Regions from separate parts of the Sus scrofa genome. Here region 2 is linked to region 1. The links are chromatin contacts, called in public HiChIP or PLAC-seq maps. All regions are on one chromosome and are shown on one strand. Each heading gives the region's core, a stretch centred on a gene start, on an enhancer-like site or on the middle of the called end of the contact. The rest is flanking DNA. Distances are from core to core; before and after follow the strand shown.

Region 1 (2,700 bases), core at 53-2,552:
AGTTAGGTTTTGTCAGCTATGAACCCTCAGCGCCCCCTGCAGGCACGACTCTGCTATAGCTCAGAACAGACGGGGAGGGGAAAAGGTGGTTCACAGGATTGTCCGTTCTTGAAAAGAGGCCAGGCAACAGCTAAGTAAAGATTGTGTGGTTGTTGAGGAGTTTCCCTGATGCCAGCAGGAACCAGATTCCCAAAGGACACTCCCCCGCCCCCCCAGCCAGAATGCACTTCCCGTTGTTTCGGCTTACTCTCTCACCGTACAGACGGAAGCCTGGGGTCCAGAGAGAAGGCATTTGCTCAAGGTCCCTCAGGAAGCTGGTCACAGGGCAATACCTGGAACCTTGGGGTCCAGGTCCCCAGTCGAGGGCCACTTGCACCACAACACACGGCCCCAGGAGCCTCACATTTCCAGGAAGAATTCTTTGCTGAATTGGCTCCGATGTCCTGATTTCCCTCTTCCTCCTTCTCCTCCACGCCTAGAGGCTCCATATATTCCATTCTCAATCACCCTGAGGCCTGTCACTGAAGCAATGCCCCAGGGCCTTGCCACCATCCTGATCCACTTCTTCCTGTCCTCAAAAGTCTTTTGTATACCCCCCACTCCTCGAAAAAATTGTGCTTGGAAGCAGAATTAATGTTGAAGGGTCCAGTTCTAACCCTTAGCTGTGCGAATCCAGGCAAGTCACTTCGCCTCTCTGAACCTGGTTCCTGCTGAGTAAAATGGGGCGATAACGTTTACCTTCACAGGGGCTATTGTAAGGATGAGAGCTAAGGCATACAAATTCCTTAACAAGGCTTGAATAAAGATTAAGAGACCAACAAACTGTAAGTATCATTTAAATTGTTACTATTGTTCTTATTTTAAAGTACAGTGACTGGCAGATAGTTTTGTGTTCAAGAAAGGTGATTATAACCATTGAAATTAAAAGTTTGGCGCTAGAAACCCGGCCTTAAGCCGGGACTAAATAAACGATGGTTAATGATATAGCTTTTTTTTTTTTTTTTGTCTTTTTGTCTTTTTAGGGCCGCATCGGTGGCTTGCGGAGGTTCCCAGGCTAGGGGTCGAATCAGAGCTGTAGCTACTGGCCTACACCACAGCTCAGGGCAACGCCGGATCCTTAACCCACTGAGCGAGGCCGGGGAGAGAACCTGCGTGCTCATGGATGCTAGTCAGATTCGTTTATGCTGAGCCAGGAAGGGAACCCAAGTGATGTTGCTTTTTTGACCCAAGGGTGCCCAGGACGTTTGCAGTCCAAAAATCTCCTGAACAAAAGCTGCTGCGCTTACTTGTTTTCGGTCAGCAACAGGCTCCTCTTACGAAAACCGCGGGCGTCCAATGAACAGGAAGATGGGCGGGGTTGCCTGGCAGCCAATAGCAGTCCGCAGCGGCATGCGGGCTAGGCCCAGGCAGGTTTCCAGGCTGGTTAGGGAAACTAAACCGCAAGACAGTTTGCTCGGCGGGGAGTGTCTCCAAATTCTCCTCGCTCTGCTTATCAACCGGGCTCTGATTGGTGCAGACTGTGTCGGCCCGCCCCTCCCGCCGCCGGCCCCCTCCCCTGGGAGGTGGCAGGGACTATCCCCTTCGCTTTCGTTTCTTTTTTTTTTTCTCTTTCATTTTCTTTTAATGAACTTTTGGTTTTAGTGCATGTTTTTCCTTTTCAAATTATAAATGACATATGTTATATCAGAATATTTTGAAAATACAGGAAAGTGTAAAGGTACAAAAGACGTAACTCGAAATATTTCCCCCCCTTTATGTTTTCTAATGTTTTTCAGGCTTTCTACTCTAAACTGGTATTACTCCTGTTCATTATTCTATTGTAAAAGTGTAAAACTGGAAGGGATCAAAGTGCTCACCAAAGAGGACTGGTTCAAATAATAAACCAGATTCCCAAAAGACCCTCCAGCAGGAATGCACTTCCCGTTGTTCTTGTCTCCACAGTGGAATATCATGCAGTAAAGAAGCAGGAGGTAGCTCTACGTGCTCTATTGTAGATGCTCTAGGTGAAATGAAAATGTATGCTGCATTTAATGTTAGGTTAAAACAAACAAAAAAACAAGTTGCCCAGTGATGCACTTAGAATTATGTCATATGAAGTTCCCGTTGTGGCGCAGTGGTTAACGAATCCGACTAGGAACCATGAGGTTGCGGGTTGGATCTCTGGCCTTGCTCAGTGGATTAAGGATCCGGCCTTGCTGTGAGCTGTGGTGTAGGTCGCAGATGTGGCTCGGATCCTGTGTTGCTGTGGCGTAGGCCGGTGGCTACAGCTCTGATTAGATCCCTAGCCTGGGAACCTCCATATGCAGGGGGAGCAACACTAGAAACGGCAAACAGACAAAAAAAAAAAAATAGAATTATGTCATAGATACCATCCATAAATATACAGAGGCAACAAAAGTCTGGAAAGATGTGTAGTTTGCAACAAACTATTAGGATCCAGTTACATCTGGAATAAAAGGATGATAGAGAATTATAAGGTTTTATGCACTATATTTATTTAATGATTGTTTAAAAACCAAGATGGGACTTCCCACTGTGGTGCAGTAGGTTAAGAATCCTGTGTTTCTGCAGCTGTGCCTGCCAGAAGTCACAGTTTGGGTTGGGATTTGATCCCTAGCTGCAGGGCTTCCATATACCACTGGTTCAGTTGAAAAAGCAAATAAATAAATGAATGCCAAAATGTATTATGTTGGTAACTTA
Region 2 (2,916 bases), core at 147-2,646, 62 kb before region 1:
AAAATTAGAAACAGAAAGTAGAAAGGTTTGGAATTCTCCTGTGGTGCAGTGGGTTACTCATCCTGTGTTGTCATTGTAGCTGCCAGAGCTGCTCCTGTGGTGTGGGTTCGATCCCTGGCCTGGGAACTTCTATATGCCGTAGGTTCAGCAGAAAAGAAAATAAAAAAAGAAAAAAAAAAAAAGAAAGTAGAAAAGTTGTTGCCAAGGGCTGGGGGGAGGGGAAAGGAAGAATGAGTACAGAGTTTCAGTTTTGCAAGATGAAAAAGTTCTAGAGATTGGCTATACAACAATGCAAACATATTTAACACTACTAAATGTTATGCTCAAAATGTTTAATGCTATATGTTTGTGACCATAATTAAAGCCAAATTGAAAAAAAAAAAAAAAAGAGGTGCCAGAAATTATGTAGCCTTTGTATATTAGCCTTTCATCTCCATGGAACCTGAACAGAAAAGAGGAAATCAGGTAATCTAAGCTCCCTAGTTCACTTACCCTGCAGCAGGTACTCCATCATGTTAATGGTGCCCCCGGTGACAGGCATCATAGTGACTGGAGGTGCCTCCATGCTATCTGTTTAAGTTGAAAGCAACAGAACCGGATTCAGAGTCCCAGTCAAATAAAGCACAGGACACACCTGGAAAAGAGTTATGCTTGTTAATACATCAGAGAGATGGAGAGACACCAGATCTACCTGGGTCATTAGCCTTAACATCAAAAGATTCATTCATTCATCCAGAACTTTTTGAACAACTTCCATAAGTCAGTTTCAGGAATTGATGATACAGAAATACACAAAGGAGGCCTGATCATGGAGTTATAATCTTTCAGTCTCAAGGTCTGAAACCTTCAGTTTCAGAATTTCCTGTGCAATAAGCCATCAAACCGCTGACCCTGGGATTCAATGTCTTCCTTATAAAATGAGGTCGACATTTAACCCCCAAGGCTTTGTGGCTCAGATGACACAATAGCCGTGAAATAATAGAACTGAGAGGTGACTCCCCTTCAATTTGGAGATGAGGATACTGACACTTTGGGTGGGGGTTGGAGGGAAGGATACAGAGCAAGTCCATGGCAGAGATAAACCAGACAAAAATCTAGGCGTTCAAAACGCCTTTGAAAGCGAGCCAGACAGAAGTGCGAAGTTCTTCTGACGATTGAGGTCCTCCTACCCCACCATCGACGCGTGCCTACTCACACCAAAAACACACCTCCGCGCGTGTTCTAGCCTTTTCTGGCAAAGCAGGGAACTGAAGCCACCAGAGCACCTCGGAGCTTTTTAGCGATAATTAGCCCCCAGCACTGAACTTGAAGACCCCCACCCCCCGGTGGAGTGCAACACTTTCTCCCCTCCACTTCCGGCAAAAAGTCTCCGTCGCGCAAATCTTGACATCACCATTCTGCGACGTAAGGGTGCCGGGAAGGCATAAAAATCATCTCTGCGGCCTGGCAAGTAGAAGCGCATGCGCAAACTGCGATTCTGCGTGGAAGAGGGCGGCCTTCCTGAGCGCGTTCCTCGGGGCGTGAGGGGGACCTTGACATCAAAGGCAGTCCTCCCGGAAAATATTTTCCTTTTTTCAAGTGTGACGGCCTGGAGTTGTTTTTGTCAAGGAATTCTTTTGGAACTTACAGGGGGAAAAGAGAGCCGGGGGAAGAGAGCTGAAGAAAAAAAGAGATCATAAAACCAAAACTTCTTTTGGTTGAGTACCTGAAGATAAGAAGGAAAGACATCTTTTACTGTTTAGCAGACTGTTCTGAACAATTAGGGAACTCAGCAATACATTTGATATTTGTTCACTCTTCTGTGTTTATTTTACCTCAATTCAAAAATTTTGGGAGATAAGTAAATTCAGCTCATTTATTGAATGTTGCTTGTGTGTCAAGCATGTAAAATGCAAAGAATGGAGCTAGAGTATGGTGGTTGAGGCACTCCCTGGAGCGAAAAATTTAAGGGGCACCAAAACTCCTAACAATTCAAAAAATTGTAATGCAATCTTTTACGAATTTAATGTGGAAAAAAAATCCTTAATGAACAAAATATTGGAATTTTTGATCTTCACAGCAGCCCTGTAACCCAAGTATAATTATTACTTAATTTTACTAATGGAGAAACTTAGGCATCAAGAAATAACACACCAGGGAGTTTAGACTGGGGTACAAATTTAAGCAGCTGCCTGATTTCAGAACCCACCCTCTTAATTGCTACACATCTTTTTTTTTTTTTTCTTTTTAGGGCTGCACCCTGGCATATGAAAGTTCCCAGGTTAGGGGTTGAATCAGAGCTTCAGGTGCTGACCTATGCCACAGCCACAGCAATGTGCGATCTGAGCCGCATCTGTGACCTACACCACAGCTCATGGCAATCCTGGACCCCCAACTCACCGAGCAAGGCATATAGAAGTTCCCAGGCCAGGGTTGAATCGGAGCTGTAGCCCCTGGCCTACGCTACAGCCACAGCTGTGCCAGATCGAAGCCAAGTCTGCAACTACACCACAGTTCATGGCAATGTTGGATCCTTAACTCACTGACTGGGGCTGGGGATGGAACCTGCATCCTCATGGGTACTAGTTAGATTCATTTCTGCTGAGCCATGATGGGAACTCCTATACAGTCATTTATAATTCCAGTTTCCCCTGCTGTAATTTATACTGTCTTACTCATTTACATTTTTAAACTTAAAAAAAATATTACCCACATTTTATCTGACATTTCAAAAGTAGGATTAAATTAAAAAAAAAAGAATAGGTAAGAATTGGGTGAACAATATGGTAAAACTTGGACAAGACTCATGATTTATAGGGATGGAGAAAATGTTATAAGAATGTGAGGCCTCAGAGTTCCCACTATGGAGCAGCAGGAACGAATCCGACTAGGAACCATGAGGTTGCAGGTTCGATCTCTGCCCTTGCTCAGTGGGTT

What was found. HiChIP or PLAC-seq counts read pairs in DNA pulled down with a chosen protein or histone mark.
Region 2: an H3K27ac HiChIP or PLAC-seq map of alveolar macrophages shows a contact between it and region 1. The contact joins the promoter of MED18 here to the promoter of SESN2 in region 1. A contact is called at or near these places in 2 of 5 promoter capture datasets (fetal liver and liver), 15 of 47 Hi-C or Micro-C datasets (alveolar macrophages, blood, brain and 6 more) and 2 of 2 datasets of contacts at active chromatin or transcription factors (alveolar macrophages and skeletal muscle).

The regions. Positions count from the first base shown.
Region 1 is chr6:85,320,584-85,323,283 of Sscrofa11.1, reverse strand. SESN2 (sestrin-2) reads right to left here and starts at 1,302. Exons shown (of 12, transcript XM_021095666.1): 1 at 1,287-1,302.
Region 2 is chr6:85,382,565-85,385,480 of Sscrofa11.1, reverse strand. MED18 (mediator of RNA polymerase II transcription subunit 18) reads right to left here and starts at 1,396. Exons shown (of 3, transcript XM_005665139.3): 1 at 1,196-1,396; 2 at 493-634. The coding sequence starts at 565.